Regions from separate parts of the Anas platyrhynchos genome. Here region 1 is linked to region 2. Evidence: chromatin contacts called from public Hi-C data. All regions are on one chromosome and are shown on one strand. Each heading gives the region's core, a stretch centred on a gene start, on an enhancer-like site or on the middle of the called end of the contact. The rest is flanking DNA. Distances are from core to core; before and after follow the strand shown.

Evidence for each region. A called contact is a pair of places that touch in the nucleus more often than the background predicts.
Region 1: a contact with region 2 is called in a Hi-C map of subcutaneous adipose tissue, with 2.7 times the contacts expected there. The contact joins the promoter of LOC139999102 here to the enhancer-like site in region 2. A contact is called at or near these places in 3 of 8 Hi-C or Micro-C datasets (liver, skeletal muscle and subcutaneous adipose tissue).

Annotation. Positions count from the first base shown.
Region 1 is chr19:7,329,027-7,335,711 of IASCAAS_PekinDuck_T2T, forward strand. LOC139999102 (zinc finger protein 692-like) reads right to left here and starts at 4,850. Exons shown (of 6, transcript XM_072025843.1): 1 at 4,721-4,850; 2 at 4,212-4,415; 3 at 3,993-4,118; 4 at 3,678-3,803; 5 at 2,627-2,829. The coding sequence starts at 4,408. The coding sequence ends at 2,823.
Region 2 is chr19:7,268,205-7,275,122 of IASCAAS_PekinDuck_T2T, forward strand. FOXK2 (forkhead box K2) reads right to left here. Exons shown (of 9, transcript XM_027471475.3): 3 at 6,023-6,170; 4 at 5,425-5,571; 5 at 2,419-2,612; 6 at 1,414-1,589; 7 at 60-356. Among named protein-coding and RNA genes, the nearest start is that of WDR45B, 30 kb to the left of the region's middle. Within about 2 kb of position 1,692, at least 2 of the 8 cell types and tissues checked have an H3K27ac peak or open chromatin away from gene starts, as enhancers often do. A contact at or near this core is called in subcutaneous adipose tissue, where this site is marked.

The sequences.
Region 1 (6,685 bases), core at 3,600-6,099, 64 kb after region 2:
CATTTAGCATTACAATAGTCAACTACTTAATTAAGTGCACCGTGTCTTAGACTAATCACTCAATGTTCTGTAAGGAAAAGCACTGTTCTACATTCACTTTCAAGTTACATTAGAGAAATAATCACTGATTGTGGTTTGTCTTTTTTGTTTGTTTGATGTTTTTTTGATGTAATTAAAAACAAACTATGAATACTGAAGACCAAAACCAATACACGTAGAGTCTTTTAGTTCAATCAAGAATTGTTGTGTCATACTTCAGTCATATTCAGAGGATCTAAACGTAGACTAGTCGGAACAATTTTGGAAAAAAAGGGATTCAAATTCAATTTGTTGGTAGAACACAGGAAGCTCTCCTGGTTAAGCAGATTATTTTGTTAATTTATTTTAAAATGTAATTTAAAGGTTTACTTTCCTGCTTGCTAAGAAACTCCACTCTATTTTCCATCACTGAGCTGTTCATACTGTTGTCATGGCAAGCCTTCAGTATTAACATTCTGCTGGACATTTCTTCATGATTGTTTATTTTGTTTTCAAGCTAGGTAATTACAATTTACAATTACCTTGTCTGGACAGCAGCCATACAGCTTTTCAGACAACAGATTACTTAAGAGAACTTTTGCAATACAGACTCTCTCGCTTGTAAGAAAAGCTACATAGCAAAAATCGTTATAAAAGGAGCTGTCACTACCATTTCAGGGAAGACAGGAACTGGAGATGAAGTCTACTTCAAAGAAGGGGCTTCCCAACTAAGCATTTACTAGTGACTGACACCAACCCACTGTACAGGTTTCAGTCTTCCTCATCCAACTGCTGTGGCACTTTTGAGTATTTTCTATCTGCATTCTTTGTATATATTGTTCTTGGTTTATTTCTTAATGAATGTAAAAGATACATTGAATAATCAAATTCCAGGAAAGCCAGCTCTATCAAGACAACATCTCAGTAACAGAAGTCCAGCCAAAGGAGTTTTACTACTGAAATATTTGAGTGCCAGAGATTTAAAAATAATCTAAAATCCCCTACAGTTCCTTTAAAACAAAGAAAACTCCCCACTCAACTACTTTAAATCAACCTTCAATCTTTACATTAAATTACAAATATTAAAGAAAACAAACAAACAAACAAAAAATAGTCAATTATGTGCTTCGACAGTTCTGCACTTTTTACATTAAAACCAGAAAAACAATTTGAATCTAGATAGGTTAGATCTAGGTTAGTATTCTGAATTTTAAAATGTAGGGTGAAAGTAAGTAACAGAAGAAGCATTATAGAAGAACTGAATGTATTCAGGAACCTAACTGGACATGGTTCCGTAATACTTCCCTTTGGCTACACCCTGCCAATAATGCTTTAAAGCAATTTCCATGTGTTCTTTTCTTCCTGTGTTATTTCAACATTCCAACTCTTCACAATAGCCAGAACTCAAAATACAATGCCAGTTCACCTGGCAAGAATCTTGAAATCCCAGAGTCCCCACTACTTGACTCCCTCACCGTTTCTCCAACAACTTCTCTCCAGCAAGAGCAACTTCTGAAAGCTAACACCAGTGGGCAAGACTCCAAAAACAAGACGAACCAAATATTAAAGCCACTGAAGAAACAGGTGAATTTAAGTGTTCTTCCTCATTGTACTCGCTATTTCCAGTTCCTCAACAGCTAGTGTTTAGCCAACTTAGTAGACTAGATGAAAGGCCTAAAATAAAACAGCCACTTTATGATTATGATCATTAATGCACAATTTGTTAAGAAAGGACCTTCAAAAAGAACTTGTTGCAGAAACTGTACTTCAAATTGTTCTTTTCCTGGCTCTTTCCCGGCTGTACAAAATGAAAAGACATACTCTACCATCCTCAAAACAGTAACAGCAACAGAAAAACATGACACCCAAATGCCTGGAAAGCAGGAGCTACCTGACTTCATCTCCACCCTTCAACAGGAAGTGTAGGTTTCTTGGATTTTTTTTTTTTAAATCCATCAACAGAGCTACTGTTCCTTTCAGAAGGTAAACCAGTATTTTCTAAAATAGCTAAGAATCTTGCACATCCATCTACAAACACTGAGTTAATATTGAGTTTAGTCTTACTTTTAAGACCCAAGCTCAGCTACCAACATGACTTTAGGCAAATCACTTGACCACTGTATGAATTTCCCACAGCTACTAAGAATCCTCCAGTAACATTATCACTCTATCTCATCAGTATACTGTGAATGAAAAACAAAAGCATTACTGAGGATGCGGTGTTCAGAGACTGAAACACAGAATTCTTATCCTCACAGACACGCTATACAACTACTTCTTGTGGGTGAATGTTCCACAGAACAACACGGTATGCACTAAGGTATCTGCTCTATAAAGTACTACTTCTCTTTGAATCTCTTTGTTCTCAAACAGCTGCCTTGGCTTTGTACAACCACTGCATACATGCCTGATCATTTGTCCAGCATTTCACATAATCAGTGTGACTTAATATCTTAGCACGCACACACTATAAGTCTGTAATGAAGCATCCCATACCTTACCTTTCAGATGAAAAAGTTTTTCTCACACCAAACAATTTTTCATATTATTTCTCACAGCTCAAAGGGCAGAAATAAGCAATCAAGTAAGAACAAGGTTTCTGTCTCACCTGAATAAAATCCATCCCAGGAATTCAATTATTGTTGGCTGCACTCCAAACTAAAGCTATAGTGCCAGAGAAAAATGTTATTTTGAAGAATGCACTTGAAATTTTCGGCTTCATCAGCACTGATATTTGTGTTCTCCTGACCTAGCTTCCAAGAATTCTTCTGAGCCACTGAATTGCTTTCAGAACCCCAACATGTTCACCTACTAAAATCAAAAGTAAGAAGAATTAGGGAAGTCGCAAAAAAACAGAACAGTGGAAAACAAGATTCAGACAAACATGCTACATGCATTACATACTTCATATTAGCGAAGGGTTTGGACACATCATGCAATGCCAATGTAATGTCCTAGGTTCTCAGTGTCCCCCTGCACACATTAAAAGATACATTTTTAAAGGTCTGATAACTAAGACATGGATGAAATTACAGTTATTCAGTAATACTTGTGGATAATTGAAACCTAAAGAGTAATGGACAAGCATACCTATTTGAGGCTCCTCTGATCTCAACTGTGAATGCCTTAGTGACTGATGACACTGCAGTAAAAGAAATCAGCAGTCGACTGACGGTGTGGTTGCCTCGTTGAGCACAGCACTATTTTTAAACAGGTTAACATGTCACTTTGTATGTATTATTACTCAAACAGTAAACAATTAAACATTTTTCTTTTTAGAAATGTTAAAGCACACACTACAATCACATGTGCCTGTAGACTGTATCACCGTGAAGGCTCATTATTTACTAAAGTGACTAATATACGTAGAGCAGCTATTTTCTTGTTCCACTCACAAATTATATATGATTAAGGAAGGCAGTCACTGAACAAGCAAGTTTACTGTGTGTACTCCAAGAGAAAACTTTTCCAAAATCTCTCATTGATTCTTGCCTCACAAAGACTGGACCAACCGTTAACTACTGAGATGCTTTTAGGTAAGAAATTAGAGCATGAATGACATGAGTTTCTAATAAGCAAAATTAAAAGTGAAAATTAAAATCCATACAAAATATTTTCAAATGTAAACCATGCAAATAGAACCCCATAGCATCACTAACGTGTCATCCATCTCCGTTGACAAGCAATCATGTGGCATCTCTCTCTCGTCTTTCACAGTGATGATTCTTAAATCTCCAGGTTCAGAACAAGCAGATTCTTTAGACAGCTGGTCATCATTGTCATACCTGCAAATACAACACAGAAAAGCTTCTACAAAGGGTCTCCAAATTATACAATTTGATGAAATTAGCTGTATAGTTTTCTCTTGCATATGACCCACCCCCCTTCTTTAAAAGCAGTTGCCATCTTCTAAATGCTATCAAGAAAGAGATTTAATCTACCCCATTCACACACAAAGAGAGCATAATACTAACGTTCCATCAGCTGCTATCAAGGAAGTGCTGTCTGACAACACTTTTTCGTCTCTCACACACTTTCTCCTCACACTGCCTGGGAGGGAACAGATCGGAGCTTTTAACAACGGGTCGTAACTGTCATACCTATAAAGAAAACATACAGCTGGTGTTAAATTAATGCCAGGCGTTATTTACTTGGGACTGGTAAACAGAGGAGAACTGAGACAGCCTACTCACAAGTCCAACAAAAAGCCCGCCACTTCAGCATCGTTCCTGAAGTCCAGCTTCTCCTTGAGCGTCAGCCAGCGGTCGATGTGGCTTCCCACATAGATCCTCGTCTTCCCCCTCCTCCTATCCAGGCTCTGCTTTCTCTTTTTCTTTTCCAAAAACGACAACACCGGGGGCCTTCCGCATCTCTTGGTTGGCAGCGACATGGCGAGCCTAGAAGCGGAGGAGAGGCCGTTACGAGAGCTCGGGTGACCGCCTGCAACCCCCTCGGGCACCACCACGGCGAGCCCTCCCCTCCCACGACTTTAAGGCCCTGCCAGGCTGTGTGAGGGTGAAACCAGCCCCAGGCGGCCGCGCTGACGGGAACCGCGGCGGCCCGGCCCTAAAGAGGGATCCACCCGTTCCCTCCCCATCCCCCCGAGCCGCTCCGTGCGGGAAGGGGCCGCCCGGGCGGCAATTTCCAGTCAGAGCGGAGCGGGCCGGGGGCCCTGAGCCGGCCGGGCCCCCCCGACCCTCACCCGCGGCCCGCTCGGCGCCTCAGGGAAACGCGGGGCACGTGACCAGAGCAGGGGCCCGCGCGCGCTGATGACGAGAGGCCGCCCGTGAAGGGGCACGGGGCGGGGCCGCGTCCGTCCCTCAGCGCCGGGCTCGTTGGGGGGAAATAAATCGGGTAATAACGGGGTGTCAACGGTTCCGAGGGTTAAAATCCCTGCCGAAACGTTAAATTCCCTTCTAAAGTGTTAAAATCACGTTTAAAATGTTAAGGCATGCGCTTAATTACGCTCCTATCCACTCACAGCATACGGCTACCTGAAGGAAGCTGTGGGGAGCTGGGGTCAGGTTCCTCTCACAGGTATCTGTGACAGGACCAGAGGGAATGGCCTCAAGCTGCACCGGGGGAGGTTCAGGTTGGAAATGAGGAGACATTTCTGCTCAGAAAGAGCAGTCAGGCGTTGGGACGGGTTGCCCAAGGCGGCTTCACTGTCCCTGGGGGAGTTCAAGGTTGGACGTGGTGCTTGGGGACATGGGTCAGTGGGTGACATTGGTGGTAAGGGGTGGTTGTAGCAGATGATCCTGGAAGTCTTTTCCAGCCTTAATGATTCTAGAATTTAAGGATGCTGAGGTAACAAGAGGCAGCCACAAAGCAAGTTACAGCTGGTGACACTGGGCTTCTGTCCTATACTGGTGGGCAACCCGTCACCTCACGAGCCGTGTCACAGCCACACAGCAGTGTTTCGGCTGATCAAATAGTACTCAGGAAAAGGTATTATGTACTCAGTAAAAAGGTATTATGACAGTAAAACTTTAAATCTGCCTTTTATAACTTCAGTAAAGGCGTTATAAACAACAAAAAAATGCTTTTCTTCCAAGTGATGTTTCCCAGTACGAACTGCAAAAACTCTATTTTACCTTCTGAAAGGCCAGATTCAGGGACAAAACTAGAATGTTCTCCTGAGCAGCAGGAAATATTTGAATTTTGACTTACGTGTTGAAAGGGAAATACTAAATAAATTATACCAAAAAAAAAAATAATTAAACATTTAAAATGTAGAGCCTGTGCTGTCACAATGTATTATAACAAAGGCATTACACAGAGCAGGCATTCTGCCAGTTTCTCAGTGCTTCCATATACTACATTTTGAAATAAATGACTAAAAAGACAAAGCAGATTTCCTAGCAATGTTTCTGGGTAATTTTATCTAAACAATGAGGACAATTGCACCAGCCATTTTTTAATAATTTTATTTCTACTGCCAGTTTTGATAGAATCACCATAATAAGTCAAATGGGTTAGCTTAAGAATTAATGGATGACGAGCATATAGCAAATGATTCTAGCATATTGAAGCATTTATTTGCCTCTGCTGAGCAACTTGACCCAAGTAAAGTAAATAGTGGTAAAAAAAATCAAAAGATTTCACTTGAAAATAAAGAACAAAAGAAAAAAGACACTATGTTCTTAAACACAGGTCATTATGTTTAATCATTTACAGGAGTATGTCAGCAGATTTTCATTTCAGTGAAAGTTAATTGTGAACTGTAAGCTTTAAAATAATTATTGTAGTATAATTATGGGTTTAATAAGAATTGCTCAGAATTGCACAAATTCTCTGTGATGAACATATGTGAAGATAATCCCTTGTATTTCACCTTTTTCATATAAAATATGCAATAATTCCTCTTCTCTCACCATCATATATGTGCAATACATATTTGATGCTGATGCTCACAAAGAAATATGGCTATTTAAGGGGCTTTTATAATTATTTCTTCCAATCTACTTGACAAATATAGCTATTATCTGTATAGATCTACATTCCAAACAACATTACTGTGTAAGCTATTGAAAGTTGTGTGCTTTTAAGTTCCTGATTATCTAAAAATAACAAAGCTGCTAGAAACAAGGGGATGCTAACACTGTTTCTTTCTACCAAACATAAGCAAATATGTAGTGACTCACCTTTCATGCTAATTTAGTAACTT
Region 2 (6,918 bases), core at 442-2,941:
CAAATAATAATCCTTCCATATAAAGACCTCCCACAGCAACTAACCCCCCAGGTTCTCACCTTTTACTTCCTTGTGGTCTCCATTCTCTTGAGGTTCTACCTTGGGCTGGGTTACCATCGCAGCTTGCGTGACTACTGCCTGTCCAGCTACAGTGTAAGTGTTTGCTGGTGCTAATCCAGTCACGTTTGTGACAGACACAGCTGGTATCTGGTGAACAACATGAACTGTCTGAACTACAGGCTGCTGGGATGTTGATGTTGTCACAGGAGTTGCAACAGTGTAGGTGACGGGTTTAATAGTTTGTGGTAGCTGCCGTTGTACAGTAATTAAAACTGGTTGGCTAGATAGAGGTGATCCTATCAAGAAAGAGACAAAAATTAGGCTGCTAATTTTAATTATTTAATTTAAGTCAGTCATTCTTTTAACTTAATGTTAAAGCCTCATAAGATTAACAACCTTCTTCATTAATGCCTGAGTGATCCAAAAGATAAAAATGGATAATGAAGATCATGCCACATGGCATTCAGTGCTGGATTAGCTCGGTACAAGCTGTAACCATTTCGGCAAAAGCCCCCTTGCCATGCCCCTGCAAATGCAACTGTACTGCCAAAGCTATGCTTAATATTCATTCGGTAAAACTGCCTTCCGTAGATGGGAATTAAAGTGTGCTTCATGTACTGTGTGAAGGACCTCTGCGGTGGCAGAACTCCCAGCTTCCTAGGCTGGGGATGCACGGTCTCTGCTAAGGACTGGTTGCCTTTGTCACAGAATGGTCACTGCTACTCTTCCAGGTGCATCACCAACAAAATGGATGGCAAAAGTATATCATCTAAACAAATAAATATGTATTCCATCACACCTTGCCCTTGCTTTTTTGTTTGTTGTTTTTTTTTGTTCATGTTTAAAAAAAAGGAAAATTCTTATCATGCATATTTGTTCTCTCTCTTTAGCCTTGCAACTCTTTCACTCCCCAGCATTGAAAGGTTGAAATGACCACAGATGTATGTCAGATATTTGCTTATTTCTGTAACCCCCCAGTTAATGTATTTATTTTTCTAAACCAGAAAGAATATGTTGTATCCAAAGGAAGTGACAAGTATTGCAAGACAGTACAGTCCTATACAGGACAGAAGCACAATCCCTGCTTAATAATAAAGCCATTAAGGGTTCTGATACACACAGATAATGCAGCCTCTATGTCTGCAAAAAGCTGTTTACCTGCTATGTTTACATGCTTTACAGTGATTGCTCTAAATGTGAAGGGCTTAAATATTTTTACTGATTTTTGGTGTACTTGTGAAATCTTGGTAGTGCGTGCATATAAATATATATACACATACACACACACACTTGTATTATATATTAGCCCTCTCCCATCTCCAACCCCCAAACGCTTATTTCAGGATTCCTCACCTGGGGCACTCTGTGCAAATCGTGCTTCTTGTATTACCGCTAGTTTTGGCTGGATAGCACTAGGCTCAGGTTCCATTGGGACTGGAGATCCTTCCCGGGACAGACTCTCGGGGGTCTGGACTCCACTGGAGTGTGCAGACAACACTCCAGAGTGATTAGGAGAGGCTGGGGCACTTCTGCATTTAAAAATGAAAGCAGCAGCTGATGTGTTTTAACTTCTGAACTGTGACAGACAGTGACCTTCCTCTACAGAGACTGTAACACACACTGCCCACAGGAGGGCACCTCTGCCTTCTGGCAAGTACAGTTACAACCCAAAGCAGTTTTGATGATCTTTTAAAAAGCTTTTGTTAAACAAGAACAGGATTTAAAAAGCAAACTTCAGGTATAGTTAATGGAACAGAAGTGGCTGGATGCCTTCTTAATGTGACTCTCTACACAATCTGTGAAACATGAACATTTCTTCTGGTGGAGAAAGATGGTGAGCAAATCTGTCTAAAGGGCAAGCCAAAAAAAATACACCAGTAGAAAGGCCATAACTTCACAAAGGGAGTAAGTAAAACCCTTGTATTTTCCCATCAAATTCTGCTTGAACATAGATGCATACTTGTAATTTCTAAGTTCAACACAACGGTAACTGTTTTTTGATAATTTTCTTTGCTGATTTAAAGTGCAGTTTAAATGGCAGTTAGAAATTAAAATTATAATTCTGTTAAAAAAAAAAAGAAAAACAACAACACAACCCAAAGGTACAGCAAGACTTGCTTACATTAACAATCTGACAGTTAGTTATGTAAATTGAGTCAGTTCTTTAATACTGAAAATAATCAATAAAAACAAACCTAGTGTTTTGGCAGCCTCCTCGTAAATCATACAGAATTCAAATAATGAGTCTGGATGAAATTAAATTACTGAACTTGTGACTGTATCCAAAACTATCAAGTCTGTATCAGCCTGAAGATTAAACAACAGCCATAGTCTTTTTGTTCATCTGTTTTTCCTTACCTAGAAGAGAGTGGTCCCAGAGGGGTTCTAAAGCAAGGTACTCCCCTAGGCCGCCTTTTCCTAAAAGCCTGCTCTATTAATTTGCTTTCAGAGGCAGGGTCTATCCTCCAGAATGAGCCTTTGCCTGGTTCTTCCTGGGAACGTGGTACTTTGATGAAATAACGATTCAGAGAGAGATTGTGACGTATTGAATTCTATGGAACATAAAAAAATATGTAGAATTCATATAACTTTTTCAAGTCAGAATGTGGCCTACTGCAGCAGTTTGTACTACAGGAGACTCGGGGTTCAGCTCTTTCATTCCTTAATTCAACAGGAGTCAGAGCACTGCCAAGGTAGTGCCATAAACCTGGAAGGTACTCTTGCATTTTTCAAATCTTTGCCAACAGTTAAAAACCAGTATGTTAACGTGAAACACGGTGATTGCAACACTGTTAGAACACTACAAATACTTGAGCATAATGCAGTGTAAAAAAATCAAGAATTAGCAGTCCTCATATACCACCCTTCCCCAGGTGTCAAGGAAAATATCAGGTTGTACTACAAGGGCCAGCAAAACACAGAATATGCTGATTCTGATCTTACACAATTCCCCTCTGTTACTGTTCCATAATACAGAAAGAGAAGATTAAATTACACAAGATCCAAATACAGCTAGATTGTTGGGAGTTCACCCACAGTCTCTGTCTCAACAGAGGAGCCAAGGATTTAGTTTGTCTAGAAAAACAACAAATGGCAGTGGGTTCTAAAACAGCTCTTCAGTGAGATCTCTGCCACTCCGCTCTAGTTTGCGCATTGCTTTATCCTCACTTTCCTGTAACACACAACCCTGATCAAAAAGATGCAGAAAACTGCTAACGCTCTGAAGTATCTATCTATGCTCGGCTTTGTGCACGTGCTTTTTAAATTTAAATACATAAACCTAAAATCTTTCAAAACATTATCACCGAAGCAGAAGAAAGTAAGTGTAAGAATACATACTGACATACTTGTGGGAGAACAGGGGAAAATGGAGAAAAGGCTTTACATTAACAAAAGCTCCTCAAAATCCTTCTTAGACGTATGTATTCATGACCCTGAAGGCAAATTTCAAAAACTTAAAGAAATGATAACCATGTATGGTTTCTTAAATGCAAACTGATGAAACCAGAAATGGTTTTTGTTGCCAAAAATTGAAACACAACTAGAAAGATGCCAAGAACATGCCTATAAACTGTATTTATTTCTCCGTATGCTAGAATAAAAGAGTAGATCCAAAAGTACCTGCTAAAATACATTCACAAAGAGTCCTCTAGTCAAAATGAGAGTTTTATATACTAAAAGATATTAATACCTCAACAGTACTTACTAAGGTATAGGATTTGGACATTATACACATGTATATACTCTCTGGTTTGAATAATATGCATATATGGCCTCAAATATTATTTAAGACATCAATCAGATAAAATCACCTTAACTATAATTTAATACTTGAAGGATAAGAACTAGCAAAGCCGCTGATACATGAGGTACACCTGTTGCTGTTATAGCAGTAACTACTAGTGACTGATCAGCATCTAATTTTCAGCTTTTTGCTTTATTTATTGATTTAGAAACAGGTGCTAATTATTTATTCCAGAACATATGTCTGCTGTGTCTATTATCCTGGCTTTGTTAATCATTCTACATCTAAATGCATACACTGTTCTAAGACAGAATTCTTTAACTGCGTTGCAATGTATGCGTGGTTACATGATGCTTACATAAGGAAGCATTATACACACAGATACTCAACATATTTCAGAATAGGAAGCAAAAAGCAGACCAACATTTCATAAACAGAATCCTACTGCTAAAACAGATCTGTTAGTACGACTGCAGCCAGAATTCTGCATTATGTGAGAAAGGGAAAAAAATCTTCTAGGTGCTTCCTAGCCAGAACAAGAGTTAAGTCCTTCACTAGCCAAACCATTAGAAAAAGTTTGTAGAAGTGACATTCCCCATTAACCTTGGAATTCTCATTAAGAATGAGTCAACTTTCACATAGACTCTATGACAAATAAGTATGTGATTAATATTTAAAATCTATTCCTCCATGAGAGGTCATATACTCTTTAGTCTTCTATTGTAGAGCAAGCAGCGTATTAATGCTTCCTCGCTTTACCCCTCCCCCAGTCTCTCCAAATTTTATTTCCCTGAAATAACTCCAGAGCATGCCTCTGTTGCAGATCATGACTGTACTAAGAGCAGCACTGTGAAACTGATACTTGGTGATCGACAGGGCAGTCTGAACGTTACACGGGCAAACTGGCCAATCCTGCTAATTGTGCTCTTCTGTCCTTCACTGAAACTAAAAACAGCAGCAAAGGCATTGAACCTTTACACGATCTGGAAAGACTATGCCAGACTGATTCATACTCGGTTAGTCATCCTGGAAAATGCTGGGGCTGGTCTCTTTAAAAAGGAAAAGAAAGCAGAAATTAATTCTACAGAATTGAAGGGTTTGGGCTAACGCAGTACAGAATCAGTCAAGTTCACAAGTGGGCTACTGTGGAAATAAAAGGCACATAGTGCTAGACAACAGGTAACACATGCTTGCTCCTTCACTGTGTTGCATGGTCAAGATCCCCCTCTGCAAATAAACTTGTACTTGTAATATTTAATATCTTAATTTTATCCTGAGATAACAATACATATGCTTATGCAATTAAGTTACAAAGCATAACCACATTCCTGGATAGCATACATATACTTAAATCCACTATGCTAACTGTCTTGCTCCCAGAAGTCTGTATGTATTGCTCCCGCAGGTTTGGAGAATACTGTAACAGGAATAAAGTGATATTTCAAGTAACAAATAAGGTGTATTCCCTACTTTGTTGGACATGTTACAATCAGAAAAGAGAGACAATTTCACTCATTTAACAAATCCTATTTATGAAGGGCTGCTAGGCTCACCAATTGACTTATGACCAAGATGTTTCTTGAAGCAACAATAAAAAACATTCTAGAAATCAAGTTTACCTGCCAGCCCTTGTCTGCTGTCCTGTAGTATGGATAATTTTTAGTTATGTGCGTATAAATTCCATTTAGTGTAAGCTGCTTATCAGGTGCCATTGTAATTGCTTGTACTATTAACTGTGCATAGGAGTAAGGTGGTTTAGAGTCGTCCTACAGAAGAAAAAGAAAAGTCTGGGTCAATAAAATTTAACAATACACGCATCCTTTTATAAATTAAAAGGTACAAAACACAATTAACTTGATTTAAGGTAATTCTGGACAACCGAAATTTTCAAGCAGAAAAGCTACAATTGTGCTCTTCTGTTTAGTAGATTTTAAGATAAGACTAAAATGTGGAGAAACAAACATTAAAGAATTTTCAAACGCCTGTAAATAGATATGTAACTGCATACACATACAGCCCCTCTCCAAAGGTGAGGGGGAAGGGAGGTGTCAAAATAAATGTCACGTCTAATCACAAAATCCTAAAAGTTAAAAGTTGGGAAAAAAAAGAAGTTGCATTGTGACGTAGTGCATATACTCCAGTAACAAAATTAGTATTTCAAAAGTATTGCATTCAGTTAAGACTTAATTTACAGTTTTGATTTCAAACAATGCTTACCTTTGGGCTATCTCCACCCGATGCTTCCTTGTCATTTTCTGACTGTGAATTGTCAGCCATTAAATGTAGGTCAGATGGTATTACACGACTCATTTTGTACCCTGAAGAGCCTGCACCACGAGGGCTAGATGGGCAGGAATTTGCAGCACTGTAGAGCATAAAAAGAAGATCCTACTATTTTGTTATACAGTATATCACCACATTATATTTAATCAAAAAGCTCTTATTGCAGAAAAGGCCACTACCAGCACTTCCAGAGCAGAGTTAAAGGCCTGTCAGTATTTCCAATATAAACCCCCATTTTCCAAGCCTTTCTAACTCATCCATGAGAATTAAAATCACTGCGGGAAGAAACCTGTCAAATGAAGCTCAGGCTTTGCTCCTCAAAGGAAAAAGGATTAACTGATTTATTAGGTTGCACTTTATTCATGTAAGATTTGCCAACAGAAAAGTCCATTTTAAAATGAGCGGTTGCTTATGTATTAAGCCCCTCATTTGAAACAAGAAACACATCGTGCCTGAAATTTCTACCATATGTTTGTATTTAGTCTGCTCAAAAAAGATCCTCTCCTGTGCACTATTTTTGCACAGTTGAGAAAATATAACAAGCAGTGAGGCAAAAAATGATTCTCATTGAAATCTAAAACATTATTTTAATTGTTTGCAGGTGTGTTCATATACATACACAAACATAGATGTGTATAAAAATTCTAAACTCTATAAATAGGCTACTTCAGCACTGACTTAATCTGATTTCACTCAGTATTAGGTCAACAGAGCAAATACACTGTTACAAAGTAAAACTACCAATTGAAGGAAAGAAGTCCATCCGGATACCTCACATTTTGCCATCCGTCACAGAAAAACAAAGCTAAAAGTGTGTTGATTCCACTGAA